3 separate regions of the Mus musculus genome follow, and all the other regions are linked to region 1. A link is a contact called in public Hi-C data. All regions are on one chromosome and are shown on one strand. Each heading gives the region's core, a stretch centred on a gene start, on an enhancer-like site or on the middle of the called end of the contact. The rest is flanking DNA. Distances are from core to core; before and after follow the strand shown.

The links. A called contact is a pair of places that touch in the nucleus more often than the background predicts.
Region 2: a Hi-C map of Th1 cells shows a contact between it and region 1, with 5 times the contacts expected there. The contact joins the enhancer-like site here to the promoter of Prkcq in region 1. A contact is called at or near these places in 2 of 484 Hi-C or Micro-C datasets (CD8 T cells and Th1 cells) and 3 of 115 datasets of contacts at active chromatin or transcription factors (memory CD8 T cells, regulatory T cells and thymic regulatory T cells).
Region 3: a Hi-C map of hematopoietic stem and progenitor cells shows a contact between it and region 1, with 2.9 times the contacts expected there. The contact joins the enhancer-like site here to the promoter of Prkcq in region 1. A contact is called at or near these places in 1 of 39 promoter capture datasets (the HPC-7 cell line), 2 of 484 Hi-C or Micro-C datasets (hematopoietic stem and progenitor cells and natural killer cells), 8 of 115 datasets of contacts at active chromatin or transcription factors (the 230-238 cell line, astrocytes, bone marrow-derived macrophages and 4 more) and 2 of 9 other capture datasets (adipose tissue and liver).

Annotation. Positions count from the first base shown.
Region 1 is chr2:11,170,030-11,174,977 of GRCm38.p6, forward strand. Prkcq (protein kinase C, theta) reads left to right here and starts at 2,353. Exons shown (of 18, transcript NM_008859.2): 1 at 2,353-2,431.
Region 2 is chr2:11,621,482-11,626,429 of GRCm38.p6, forward strand. No RefSeq gene overlaps it. Among named protein-coding and RNA genes, the nearest start is that of Il2ra, 19 kb to the right of the region's middle. Within about 2 kb of position 2,445, at least 35 of the 459 cell types and tissues checked have an H3K27ac peak or open chromatin away from gene starts, as enhancers often do. A contact at or near this core is called in CD8 T cells, Th1 cells, memory CD8 T cells and 1 more, where this site is marked.
Region 3 is chr2:11,542,563-11,547,510 of GRCm38.p6, forward strand. It overlaps a transcript of Pfkfb3 not described here. Among named protein-coding and RNA genes, the nearest start is that of Gm10851, 23 kb to the left of the region's middle. Within about 2 kb of position 1,974, at least 68 of the 459 cell types and tissues checked have an H3K27ac peak or open chromatin away from gene starts, as enhancers often do. A contact at or near this core is called in the HPC-7 cell line, bone marrow-derived macrophages and hematopoietic stem and progenitor cells, where this site is marked.

The DNA.
Region 1 (4,948 bases), core at 1,103-3,602:
CAGTGCAATTCTGGGAAACTTTAGGGCAGACATTGAAGGAGAAAAGAAACACATAACTGAAAGTTGGGGTGTTTTTAACACAATGGGTAGAACCTTGCCACCCACACACCATCCTCTCCCGGAAATGCCATTTCCTCTTCCAGGAAACAAAGGTGTGGAGAGTTCTGAGCAGCAGCTGGGTATCTGAAACAAGGGAGACAAACTCTGATAGAAAGAAACACTCTGCAGCCTGGGGAAGCAGAGTTGGTTCTGTACCATAAGGAGGCCAAACAGTTGACAGGTTCCCGCTGCACTTGACATAGACCAAGAATACAGTTCCATGCTTTTAAACATACTGTTAAGGCCAAAATAAAATCATTTTTCTGAGATACATGATAGAGTATTATTTCAGAAGATCCAGCTTTCAGGGTAAAGAACTTCTAACTATTGAACTCTGTAGTTATAGGATATCAGAATACCACAGGCCTTCCAAACCCAGAGGTTCTAAAGCGATGGAAACCAAATACTAAAATCAGTGCTGTAGGGATGAAGGTTGCATTCAATTATGTTTAAGAGGGATACTAAAGAGTACTCAAGGTTTGAATTCTGATTCTTTCTAATCACATAACAATATAATGTATAATAATGTAATGCTGATTATATTACATAATATTTCAAAACATTATTATTTTCATGTGTCAAGTGGGGATGATAATAATGGTTATGATGTTAGCTACTTCATTAGATTATGAAGGTAGAATGAACAATGTATGTAATTCTTCCCACCACAGGCCTACTATGTATAAGTATTTACTATGTTGCCAACATCCTGTCATTTGTATATAACCTTTTAAAAGCAATTGAAGCCTGATTTACAGAAACAGGCTGTGGATGGTCAGTAGTAGAGTCTCTACAATGTGTTTTAAATAATTAATCAGAGGACATATGAAGGTCCCTAAGCCCCTGCATATATTTAATCTCCTAAAATACTCAGTGGGAAACATAGTCATGGAGAATATGTTTCCTGACTTAAGGCATAGCTGTGTGATCACTCTGTCATTTCTCCCCAACCCAGTAGGATCTACTGAAGACTGGCTGGAGAAGCCAGTCCTTTCATCTTTGAACAAGAGGATCCTTAGCAGTCACAGACTGGGGCAGAAGTGGGGACCATCACTCCAGCCCTTTGACCTTGTTCCCAGGCATGACACACTTTTCTGCCAAATGTAATAGCCAAAATATAATGGAGGCCTACTATGTGCCAGACTTTGATGTCCTGAGGTCATCATACTTCAGGGCTGGAAGCACAGCCTCTGTATTGTAAGATCCTGACTTGTGGGCTAGTTCAGTGCTTATGTATCAACAAATGGCAAAGTGGATTAATTTTGGCCAAATATTTTTGTAACCTTTAAAACTCTGTGCATTGGTTTTGATGGTTCATATACATTATAGGGAAGTATCGCCATTTGTGGCTTCTTAACACAGCCCCAAGTATCAGTTGATCAAGTCACCAAGCACTTCCATGTCTCAGTGTCATCTGTAGAGTCACATTAGAAGCTGAAACTCTCCGTACCTGTGGCCATTTAAAGATGATGTATGTCAGTAACCAGAAGCCTGCTGAGGAGAACATGGGGTAGGGTGGAGTATTTAAATAGTGTTACTATTTAAATTCTCATACTAATCTGGCCTTCCTGTACTGCACAACAAAAATGTAATTTTATTAAGTGCGCGAAAATCTACCACCCCTTGTTATAGAGACAATCATGAACATTAGCAGCATGGCATAAAAACTCTTAAAAAGACAAATACACCCTAGTGACGAAAAGTTGCTGCCGAAATGCTGTACAGTTTACAGCAGTTCAAAACATCAAAAATCATTCATAAGACTCCACCAAGAAGCCTCTATGCCACTACAGAGCTGTGTCCAAACACACTCGTAGGTAATTAAAAAGCAAACCAAAACAAAAGCAACTCGTAAGCCCTTTGTAATGCAAAATGGATTAAATAAAACACTTCTTTCTGCCGGCGACCTTAGCCCTTCCCACTGGCTGCTCATTTATGGTTTTTCAGCTAAGCAAGAAGAGACTGCTCTCGCGCCCCCCTTTCTGGCACTCAGGCGGCTGAGGCTCTGGCGTCCGTCCCGCTTCGCGCTGCCTGCGGCGTCGCTCCCCGCCCGGTGACTGCTTCATCCAGACCTCCTGCAGCCTCCGGGTCCCAGTCGCGGCAGAGCGACAAGTGGCCAGTGAGGCGTGAGGATGGAGGGTGGGGACAGAGCCAGCAGGAGGAAGGCCGAGAGCGCTCGCGGAACGCAACCAGGCGCGCGTCCCTGAGCCGGCGTGGCGAGCGCCCTCTGGCCGGTGCCGCCACCGGAGTACCCTTGGGTCGCCAGGCCCGCGCCAGTCCCCGCCATCCGAGCAACAGCGGCGCTGCTCTGGGACCGCGGCCGCGACACCAGGTAGGACCCAGGGTCCCAAGTTACCACCGAGGAGTGAGCAGACTGGAGGTGCCAAAGATCAGGGCCTGAAGGGCCACCCGAATGTCTCTTGCAAGTGTTCCAGGAAAGGGTAGGGGACTGTCAGGAGTAACAGGGGTGAGAACAAAATCGAGAAAAAGCAAACTTTGGGGCTCCTCCAGTCGTTGGTTTCTTGTGTGCTGGCGACCTTGACCAGTGGAAGCTGGGGTCAGGGACTGAGGGGCGCTTCCTTCTTCCTTTGCGTTTCCTTAGCACCCGAGGAAAGGCAGGCTAGGAAAAAGGAAACAGTTGCAACTTTATGTGTTCTCCACAAAACAAAAACAAAAACAAAACCATAGACTTGTAAGGAGTGTTTTCTGTCCTAGGAGACCTGTCCATGGAGAACACCTAGTTTTCTGGGAATTTGCTGCAGCGCTTGATTCGGGTTTTTGTTTGTTTTGTTTTGTTTTTCAGGGGCTAGGTTGTATTTTAGGTGTTTGTTTGTTGTTTGATTTTAAAAGTTGAGGTATTCACTTCCTTAGAACAAGATTATTTTCTAGCTTTGAGTGTCACATGTTAAGATGCATTTTGTTATATGCAACCTCTTTGTTCCACTGGAGTTTTAAGAGCTGGCATTATCAAAGTACCACGGGTGACTTTAATGACTCCATGTGGGCGTGGGAGAGAGGTCCAACGGCGGGCTGAACCTTAGTGATTCTGGTGTTCTCTGCAAGGGGAGCGTCACAGAGCTGCCCTGTCCTCTGGGCTGTCCTGCTACTATGTGGGCTGGCCATGGTGCTAATAAAAGATTATTCAGTGGTGACACAGCTGGGTATGTGTGGAGATGGGAGGGCGGAGGGCAGGGGTGGGGGTTGGGGGGGAGGGAGAAAGAGCTTGGGCTGTCAGTGGGAAAAATGGACCGTTTGTGCCCAAGCCCCAGTCCTTTAAGCTGCAGGTGCCTTTTGAGAACACAGACCTAGACTGGGGAATTGTGTGATGAACCTCAGACAAGATATGGGGGATCTGCCTTTGTCTTCTCAGCTCAGTTCATTTGTCCCTTTCATTTAGCAAAGGAAAAGTCTCGGGATTCAGGAGTCAAGGAAACAGAACTTAATGGCTCCGTGCATTTGTCCTGGAAGCCATGCCCACCACTGCTTCTTCCTCCCCAGGGCTTGTTTCCTTGCCTGAGTAGTCCTTTTCTAAGATCTTGAGTACCTCACCCCACCCACACCCCAACCTTGTGAAACATCATCTTCATCCCGCCGCACCCCCCACCCCCTTATCTTTGAGAATGTGTAAAATGGCAGGCTTAAATGAGGATGCTTGCTCTCTCTTTTTTTAAAAAAAAATGCTGTGTCTTGTGGGAAGAAGGGTGACATTTACTAATTTGGTTGCAAATTACTTTTGAAGTTTATGCACAGCTGTTTAAAATCCCCCAGAGATCAGTGCCATTGTCTGATGCAGGTGTCTACCACAGAAAGATCTTGTTAGGCTGTTTCTTTTGCTGATTGAGAGTGCATATATATGACGATTTAGCCTAGGAAGATCTGAAACCTGCACAGTTCCCTGCCAAGTTGAGCAATTCAATCTAAATGAAGGGGTTCTGTTTTAGTTTTTACAACTGTTGTATCGTCGTTTAATCCCCTTGGTGACTCTTACTGCCTGTCCCAAGGGTAACCTTTCTGGCATCAATAGTTTCTAATTCCAAGGCCCAGGATTGCTGTCTACACTTTGAAATGGCAGCAGCTTCTCAGGGAGATTCTTGTTGCCCGATGTTTGGTCAGGTTCACTTGTGCACTGCCTTGTGCTGTGGTGGCTCAGGGTGGCAGTGACTCCTGGACAAGCTCCCAACACCTGTTCTCCCACCAGTGCCCCCTCCCAGCAGGGCCTCTGCCTACACTGTGTAGCCACACAGCGCAGTCTCTATGACGGCTCTCTCCTCTCTTCCAAGGCTCCCAGGGATGCTGCTCATAGAGTCAAACCCAGCTTTTCTAGAATCTCAAATATCCTTCTCAACACCCTTCTACTTCCCGTGTTCACAGCAGGTCTTGGAAGCTCTCTGAAATGTGTTATTGCATGCAAATATGTAAAGACATACATATCCTTAAATATAGCCTGTTCAGTCAATATTTTTTAATAACCCAGAATCTAATTAGTGCTTTCTATATAACCATAGATATTTGGCCATCCACTGAAATGCACAATGTGGAGCCAGAAAAGTGAATTAAAAGGTGTGTCTTAGCAAGGCTTGAAACATCTTTCATCTCAACCTGCCAGATATTTGTATACAGTGATATTCTGATTGCTATATCATCTCTGCATATTCTTGGCAGGCAGTTGGGGGAGGGTTGAAAGTCTAAGGTCCCAGAAGTTGAAACAATCTCATCTGAGTTCAGAATCATGGATTTCTGCTCTGGGGTTAAATTGCCATTTATTTGATAAGTCCTTGTCTTGGGAGCACGTCCTTCTACAGGTTGCTAGATTGTGTTAGCTTTTGAATTAAGCTAATGGTATTGATGA
Region 2 (4,948 bases), core at 1,195-3,694, 450 kb after region 1:
TAGGATTTAACTATTAGTATCACAGCTCTGCCACTCCCTCACGCACACCATGTTCATTTCTCATGCGTCCCAGGGTTCCCTCTAGCACACATGGCAATATTAAATATGTCTTATTTTGCCTCTTTGGGAGCTTGTTTTCCACTCTGAATTTGCTTTGTGGAAGTTCATTTATGTTCAAGGTTTAGCATTTTGTATGCTGGACACATAGTGTTTAGACTCCTACAAAAATGCCTTATGTATAACAGACTAGCTGACGTCATCACTTGTTCTTTGTCATAGGCCAAATGATAAGATCCTTGTTGAGAGATTTTTATGATGTCATTGAAATGCAGATGTAATCTCAGTCCTTTTGTCTAGGCTACATTTTCCAAATGACCATTCCTCGCAGGCCACTTTCATATTTAAAAACACATTTTCATCCATTTTTAAAGGTTCCAGTTTAATTTTAGGGGTTTTAAAGTTTCTTAGGCCATATTGATCATACGTCCTATTCACTTAGGCTAACATCCTTTGTCTTGCCCCCAAGCCCATCTCTGTTTTCATATATTTTGTGTGTGATGCACTGAGTCTCATTAGGATGCTTTCAGGAGAACGGGTGACCGGCTATTTACAGGAGCACAGATACCTTACACTACTGAAGAAAATAGAAAATGTTTCTCAATTCCCTAGCAACCATGAGCTGCCTAAACATGCCCAGGAAGAACCAGAGCCCCCAGGGTCCCTCTCTGTTCCATGACAGCATGTTGACTATTCCAGTCTTTCATAGGAAAACACAGTTGCTATGAGTTCATGGCTATAACAGCCAGGACATGCCCACAAGGCAGAATTCCACGACACCCCACCACTTCTTCCAACTCTCACATTTTTCCTGCCCTGTCTTCTTGGATTTTCCTGTGCTTCAGAGGGAGTGACATAGCTATTCCATTGTTGGCCGGGCACTCAACCATCACATATTCCCAGGGTTTTGACAGACTGAGTCTCTGAAGTTAGCATTGCCCACTACAGAAAAATGACTCTCCTCTGAGCAAATATAAATGTAAACATAATATTTAGAAGTCAGCTTGATATCCACTTAGAGGAGGGGCAGTAGCGTCCATACTAGGGTCTGTAACTTCTCCCATCATGGGCTTTAAAATGCTTTATTAAACCAGACTGTTCCGTAGTGTGAGCTAAGCATCAGGATGAAGAGCCCAGAGACCAGATAAATTGAGGTCTTGCAAAGTCATGTCCTCAGGACAAAGGGAAAGGTGTTGTTTTGGTTTCTCTCACTCTAACTTGCCAGTGAAGGTAGGACAGTGCACCAGAGAGGATGGCTTTATCAAAACATCTGTTAGTGTGACCTTCAGAGAAGCCTTCAGGTGAATTTCTCGACTTTTCCCCTTAACAGATATTTTCTTTCCTCTTTGCTTCCTACCTCTCATTTCCTTTCTATTTAGAGATTTTCCTTGAACAAAAACAAAGGTCACTTCTATTACAAAGAAAAGTTGAAGATTAGAATTTAATATTTGTCTCTCTTGGAGTGCTGGTTTTCTGTGCTCCAAAGAGGACATTTTGCTCCGCTAGATATGAACATTGTTCCAGAAAAGAAAGGAAGTCTGAAACTTCTTCTTCACATTCACATGGGGGCTGTTGGAGACCACGAGGTGGCTTGGCTCTGCACCATCGAGAAGGAAAGAAGGTCTTGGAATTGAGCAGCCCCCATAGAATCGCCCGGGGTTAAGGGGGCAAGCAGCTGTAGGCCCTACTGCCTTGTTCAGTGTGAGATCATTTCTACTATACCCACAGAACTGGAACTTCACTCGGCTGTCCTTTAATGTGGTCTGTCCCCTCCAAATCTCAAGTCGAAATTCGGTTGTCACTGTGGTGGTGCTGCTGCTGGGAGATGGGAGCCTTCATGAGGCGGTTAGACCGTTAGCTGTGACTAATGCCATTCTCATGGGAACAGCTTGTCATGAAGCAGGCTGCCCCCCCTCCTCTCTCTCATTTTTTTTTTTTTTTTGAGACAGGGTTTTTCTGTATAGCCCTGGCTGTCCTGGAACTCACTTTGTAGACCAGGCTGGCCTCGAACTCAGAAATCCACCTGCCCCTGCCTCCCGAGTGCTGGGATTAAAGGCGTGTGCCACCACGCCCGGCTGCCCCTCTCTTTCTGTCAGCTCCAAAAATATCTGCTTGCCTTTCCTTTTTCTTCCATGGGTTGAAGCAATATGAAGTCTTCGTGAGAAGCTTAAAACACTCTGATGCCATGTTTGGAAATTCCCAGTCTCCTAAATCTAGAAAGACTTAGGGAAAAACTTTCATTTTGGGGTGATGGAGAGGAGGCTGTGGAGACAGGGCCTCATGTAGCATAGGATAGCCTTCTGCCTATGCCTCCTAAGTGCTGGAATAACAAGGATGCACCATGACTCATGACGTAATCACTATCTCAGGGTTTGTTGTTGCTGTTGTTATAGCAACAGAAAATGGAAGAAACCAGGGCGCTCATTCATTTCACCTCACTCCTTTCTGACTACTGAAGCTTTGGGGAAATAAATGGAACATGAAGATTAAAGTATCCACACTGTGGTAAATCTAGATTGGAATACATGATGGATCTGAGGCATAAATGACTAGAGGCTTGGGACTTACATGTGGGGAGTTGGGGTAGGGAAGAGACTCTTGTTCAGCTACTCTATGGAGGAAGAGGCTTGTCTTGACCTGCTTCAGAGCAGAGAGCTTACACCACCCTTTGTACATTCATTCTCTTGGGAGCAAAAATATTGGCCAATGCTCACTAGACTTAGCCCATCAACTTCTTCTTCTTGGAAGAAGACTAGAAAGAGGGTCAAGAAGATGACAACTTCTATTCAGTACTCCTAGTAGCTAGGATGCAATACACAGATGTTGTCTATACCTAGATTTATATTTCTTGCTTGAAATAATGGATTGGTAGGAACATGGCTTTAAAGAATTGTGCTTAAAGAATTGAGATTATAAAGTTGCTACAAACGATTTATTAAATCTAGAACTAGGAGTTGTTGAGGGCTGTGGACATGGCTCAGTGGAAGAACTTGCCAAGCATTTCCATACCCAGCTTGGGAATAGGCCCATGCTTGTAATTCTGGAATTAGAGAGGCTGAGGCAAGAGGGATCTTAAGTTCAATACCAGCTTGGGCTTCCTGTCATGACCCTACCACAACACAAGCTGGGGAAGGGCAGCCACTATTCTAATTCTTTCCTGTGTCATTGGGAGAGGAAGGGCTCCCTAAGGAACTCTGGTTAGCCTGGTGTTTACTCTGTAGACCAAGCTAGCTTCAAAGTTGCTATGGTCCTCCTGCCTCTGACTCCTAGATGCTAGGATTATGGGCATACAGCAACATGCATGGTTTTCTTTAAATCCATTCTGAATTTTACATTAATATCTTTAAATTTTATTTTATTATTTTTAGTGTGTATCAGTGTTTTGCTTGCATGTAAATCTGTGCACCATGTGTGTACAGTTCCCATGGAGGTCAGAAGAGGGCTTTGATCCTCTGGGATTAGAGTTACAGATGATTGTGAGCATCTATTTGGGTGCTGGGAATTAAAACCTGGGTCGTCTAGGAGAGAGGTTAGTGCTTTTAACCACTGAGCCAATTCTCTAGCCACAGACTTTTATATTTTATAGTTAAGTTTGTTTTCCTTTATGTACCTACTCAGCCCACAGTCACTGTCGTTAGAATTGTCTATCTCCCCTTCCCAACACACACACTTTCCTGCAACTACAACCATCTGGTTGACCAAGGCTTTTGGCACTGCTGTCTGCTTCTTGAGATAAGACTGGGCATATTCAGGATGGTATGATGACCCTTTTGACTGCGCCAGAAAGCAACAGGAATGGGGCTCTGGCTTGGGGAAATTCAGATTCATTGGCTGTTTATGGATAATCACATACTTACTGAGAAAAGGAATGAGTAAGACTGGGAGCTATAGGCAGAGCCTTGTAATGTTTATTCATTAAACGTCTCTACTTCTTTCCCTTTAACTCATTCAAGCTACCATACCTAATGAGCTCCCTGGGTCTTGTGAAAAACTCCTATATCTTCCCATAAATCTGCTCTCCTCAAAGTGTTTTTTTTGTAAAATAGAACAACATAATTTAACATGCCTTGTCTTTGAGAAGGTTTAATTAGTAGCTCCAACTTGATGTTCTAAAAGTCAAACCATGTTTGCTACTCTCACATTGTGGTGTGTGTGTGTTTGTGTGTGTACATTCCTGTGGAGGCTAAAAGACAGTCTCAGGTACCATCCTCTGGGATGTGTCATCCACCTTGATTTTTAATACAGGGTCTCTGACCTGATGCTCACTAAAGAGGTTAGGTTCGCTGGTCACATGAGTTCTGGTGACACAACTCAGGTCCTCATGCCTGCACATCGAGAACTTTACCAACTTAGCCATTTCTCTATTCTCATTTCTTCATCTTGAATATCAATTGCTAAGTAAGACTTAAGTCATACATTCAATGGAGACTACATTTTAAAATTATCTACAAGTACTTGAGAACTTGATGACGCCTCAGCCCTGGGTCATGTAGACTGAGTCTGAAACTCCATGTATAGAGCTTAGCGTAAAAAGAAACTACGGTTACCCAGAAAATTCTAAGAATTACCCACAACTGAAAAAAACCTAGCATGTGACACATTTTATGCCCTGGTATACTCAATAACATAGAGCAAAACTCAGTCTTTGCCATGTACCTTGCTTGTCAATGGTTTCAACGGCAAGGAGATCAAACACAAACATAAGGACGAGATAATGTGGGGTCATCAATTGCAGAAGATGTCCCATCTGTGAATGTGATATATATGATGGACAGGTCTATGTCTATGTATGTATGTATGTATGTATGTATGTATGTATCTATCTATCTATCTGATAGATATGAAATCTGTACCATCTGCTCAAATTTGCTGTTCACCAAAATCTGCTCTG
Region 3 (4,948 bases), core at 724-3,223, 370 kb after region 1:
CTAGCAAAACTAGAGTCTTTTTCAATGAAATATAATACACTAGAAAATAAAGTGTACTGTACAGCCTAAGGATAAGTGTTGTGTCAGGAAATATCATCCCAAATCAGCAAACAAAAGTATTTACCAGAATTCCCGGGGCATCAAGTTTCTTAAAAGCTCTGCAGTGGACTGAAGAAATGGATCAGTAGTACACAGTGTGCCCAGCTGCTCCATGTTCAATACCCAGTGTCCACATCAAGCTGCTTTACTGCTGCCTATAACTCCAGCTCCAGGGATCTGGCACCCCCTTGTGGCTTTCCTGTGTACTTTAATCACATGCACAAACCCACACAGAGCTGCATAACTAAAATAATAATAAGCCAGGTGTAGTGATACACTCATAACCCCAGCACTTGGAAGGCAGAGGCAGGAGGAATTCTGTGAGTTTGAGGCCAGCCTGGTTTTCATAGCAAACAAGTGCCAGGCCAGCCAGGGTGACAGAGTGAGACCCTTTCCCAAAACAATCAATGAAGAGGCTGGAAAATCGGGTCCTTGGTGGAGAGCATCAGCTACCTATAAGGGGGCTAACAGCTACCTGCAACCCCAATCCCAGGGGGTCCAAGGCCCTCTACTGACCTCCACAGGCAATGCACACATGTGATACACAGACATAAAAATTAAAATGTTTAAATATTTTAAAAATTAAATTGCAGGAGCTGGAGAGGCAGCTCGGTGGACAAGAACACTGGCTGCTCTTTCAGAGGAGCCAGGTTTGGTTCCCAGAACCCACGTGTCAGTTACTCCAATTCCAGGGGGATCCGACGCCCTCTGTTGGTCTCTTTGGGCACTCCTTGCACACAGTACACAGATGTATCTCTAAACAAAACACCCGTAAAATAAAAATAAGTAACATCCTTGTTTCTTCCTTTTGTTTTTTTGTTTTTTCCAGACATGGTCTATCTGTGCATAGCACTGGCTGTTCTGGAAGTGCACCACCGTCACCCGGCAATAAACAACATTTAATAAACACTTTTCTTAAATTGCTAGACATGGTGGCAAAAATCTCTCATCCCACACTTGAAAGGCTAAGGCAGTAGATTTCCGTAAGTTCAATGCGAGTCTGGACAGGGCTATGTAGAGAAAATCTGTTTAAAAAAAATTACAGTATATACATATATACATACACACACACACACACACACACACACACACACACCACACATACACACACATGACAAGCTTTAGGCCACCCAAGGGTATATAATGAGACCCTGCTTGAAGAAAAAAATATATATATATACATATATACATTTGCATGTGTGTGTGTGTGTATTCATGTTGCAAGACTGGCCTGGAACGCAGAGATCCACTTGCCTCTGCCTCCCAAGTGCTAGAATTAAAGGCGTGTGCCACCATGCCTGGCCTTAAAAACATTTTTGCAATAAGATGAACCTATGATGCCCGCTTTGGGGGAGGGCTGAAGCAGAAGATTACAAGATCAAAGCCTGGCTAGCCTATAGATAGTTAAGCAGCCTGAGATCCTGCCTCAAGGAGGTTAAGAGTAAACTTGAGAACTGGAGATGTGCTCCGTGGTGGAATGCTGGTTTAACATGCCTGGGGACCTGGGCTCTATCCCTAGCACTACCAGTTTCCCAGTAAAGCTGGGCATGGTGGTACTTGGGGAGGTAGAGACAGGAGAGTCAGGATTTAGGCCAGCCTTAGCTTATGACCAACCTGGGCTACAAAAGACGCTGCCTTGGGGTGGCAGAGTTCCTGAATTAATTGTAAAGTGCAACTCAGACAAAAACGTCAGGTTTTGGCCTTCTGCTACTAATGCTTCCGTGCCCACTGATCTCAGATGGCATCTGGCTGCCAGCAGGCTCAGATCTCAACAGAAAGGGCAGCCTTGCCCTAAAGTCTGTCTGAGCCCAAGTCAGACCTTCACTTTCTCTCTTCTGGTTCAAAGTGCACACTTCCTTTGAGGTATCTCCCTAACTTCCCCTTTGCCTCCACTAACTGATTAGCCCTTCCTTTCTCAGTGCAACTGGATGGTCAGTCAAAGCAGCCTTAAAGAGAAAGGTTACAGAGTCCAAAGCCCTACACTAACAACACCGTGGCGGCAGAGCAGCTAACCTAAAAGGATTTGGTATCTCAGTGTCCACGTGCATCAGGGGCACCTGAGCCTCTGAAAAATTCTCCTTGGGAAAGGGGAACAAGACAATCGTCCTGACAGAGTGTCTGCAAAAAAAAAGAGAGAGGTTGTTGCTGAGTAGTCGGAGAGGACAGTTTCTGAAGCAAGGTCAGAGGGAGGGCAGGTTAACCTTAAGCCTGTCTGCTCTTCTTCAAGTACCTCGATCATCTCCGCTAAGGCTTGAGACACCCTGGAGCGAAGACTCCTCGCTGAGATCCTAAGGCGCACCACCAGGAGTTGTACACACAGTTATGGGGAAACGGGAAGAGGGACAGTGCTCCCCAGACCAGAGCTGCTCCTCCTCAGCCTCTTCTCACTGGTGTCTACTCTGCAGTTGTTTTGGGGGGTAGGGGGGAAGAAGGGGCTAGCTTCTTGGTATCTGAGATAGGGTCTCATATGGCCCAGGATAGTCTCAAATTCTCTATGTAGACTGGGCATGGTGGTCCCACACCTTTAATCCCAGAATTTGGGAGGCAGAGAGACACAGGCAGGCAGGTCTCTATGAGTTCAAAGTCAGGCTGATCTACAGGGTGAGCTTTTGGACGTCATGGATTACATAGAAAGACTGTCTCGTTTTCTGTAGAGTTCGAGTTGTCTGACATTTAAAGAAAATAAAGCAAATAAAATTAAAGGAAACAAACTCCCTAAGTTTTTCTAGCTTCTTCACAAGTGCTGGGAACTAACAGTAAGGTGCTTTGTGTGAGTCTGTACTTGACTCACACTATACTTGGGCATACAAAGAAAATTCAAGGGCCTCCAACTTTCCCTCTAACCTACTGTAAAAGTGCATAGTCACCCTTTCCCTAGACAGCAGGAGGGACTTACACAGACGTTAGACTGTGGGAAGCCTATCAGGAAGCAAGCTTGTACTTAGGACAGCCTGCCCTGAGACACAGAGTTGCAGGCAGGCTTAGTGAGGGGATACAATGTAGTAACAATGTCAAGTTCAGTACTCAAGTCAGAGCCAAAGGAATAGAGACTGGAGGCAGGGTCTTTCACATGTCACTCACCTGAGAACTCAGCTTCTCACCTACACACACTGACAGATACACAGCACTATCTTTGGGGGGACAAAATTGCAGCTGGAATCCTTCCATCCCCTGTCCCCCTCAAGTGGCTCAGCCAGACCTTGTAGCCAAGGATGACCTTGAACTCTGATCTTCCCAAGTGCTAGGATCTCAGATATGCACCAACACGCTCAGGACTGTGAAGCAAGCCAGGGGTTCTGTGCATGCTAGACAAGCCGTTTATCAACTGAGCTACGATACCTACCGAGACACACACACCCTTTTCTTCTTACATCCAGTTTTGCTCTGAAGCCCCGCAAGCCAAACACACTTGGTGTCTGTGTGTAACAAGCATCCAAGCAACTGGACAACACCGACCTCAGAGTCAGAGCCAAGAGAGCATTAGCTCACTTCCTTCTCAGACACATAGGTAAATGGACTCCAGTGGCTTCAATGAAATCACTCAGACAGTACTTGATGAAGGTGACCTATGAGTGTCTCGTTTCCTAGCTTCCAAGTCATTCCACTGCCTCTTCCTGCCTAAGCCACTCCCAGAACCGTCTCGCGGGAGCGCAGTGACCGAGGTATACTTATTTACAGACTGACTGGTCAGTGAACCCGATCATCATCCTGTGGGATGAGTGGCCCCCACCTATGCTGAGGGCTGGATAGCAGATACTAAAACAGACTTGAAACTATTACCTTCCCTCAGACCACAGAGCTCCTGTGGGATCAATGAGAGAATCAGTGGCTGACAAAGCTCCCTCCTTAAGGATGTCTTGGGGTCTGCACTTAGAGAGAAAAAAGGAGGTCCTGACTGGGATATAGAGTCGAGGCCTTTTTTCACCAATGAGCATATATCTCTCACGTGATGCCGTCTCTCTACTTCTCACAAAGAGCTTGATTGTTAATAGAGGTTTAGTGTATCACTTGCTGTTTTTCTGACATAGATAACACACCATACCATGCCACAACATACCATGCCATTCTGTGCCAGACCAGACCAGACCAGACCAGACCAGACCAGACCAGACCAGACCAGACCAGGCCAGGCCAGGCCAGGCCAGACTACACAGCATGTGACAGATTGGGTCCATGTTCGAAAGGCAGATGCAAAGGCAGCTCTGTTCCTCACATAATTTGCTGTGTGACTTTTAGCAAGATACCTAACCCTTCTCAGCCTCTCTTTGCTTATTTCTCAAGCAGACATACTAATACTAAGGGGTCTCTGAGGGTGGACCTGAAGGTCACAGACTCACACAAAGAGCCTTGAGGGTGGACCTGAAGGTCACAGACTCACACAAAGAGCCTTGAGGGCGGACATAAAGGTCACAGACTCACACAAAGAGTCTTGAGGGTGGACCTGAAGGTCAAGGATTCACACAAAGCACCTTGAGGGTGGACCTGAAGGTCACAGATTTACACAAAGAGCCTTACTGTTAGGTCCCAGCACCTGCAAAGAAGCTAGAAGAACTTAGAGAGTTTGTTTCCTTTATTTTTTTTTATTCGTTCTTGGAGGAGTCTGGGCCTGGTTATTTTTATGGTTTTTAAAACTCTACTTCCTTGCTTTTTTTGATTGGTTTTGGTTTTGAACTTTGTGAGACAGCGGTTTATGGCCCAGGCTGTAACTGGATTTTCAGCTGAGGGTAACCTTTACCGCCTTCCTCCTCCACTCAAGTACTGGGCTGCAGGTGTGAACCACAGGCCTGGCCTTTGATTTTGTTTAGGGAATGGTCACAGTTCTTCTTCTTCTTCTTCTTCTTCTTCTTCT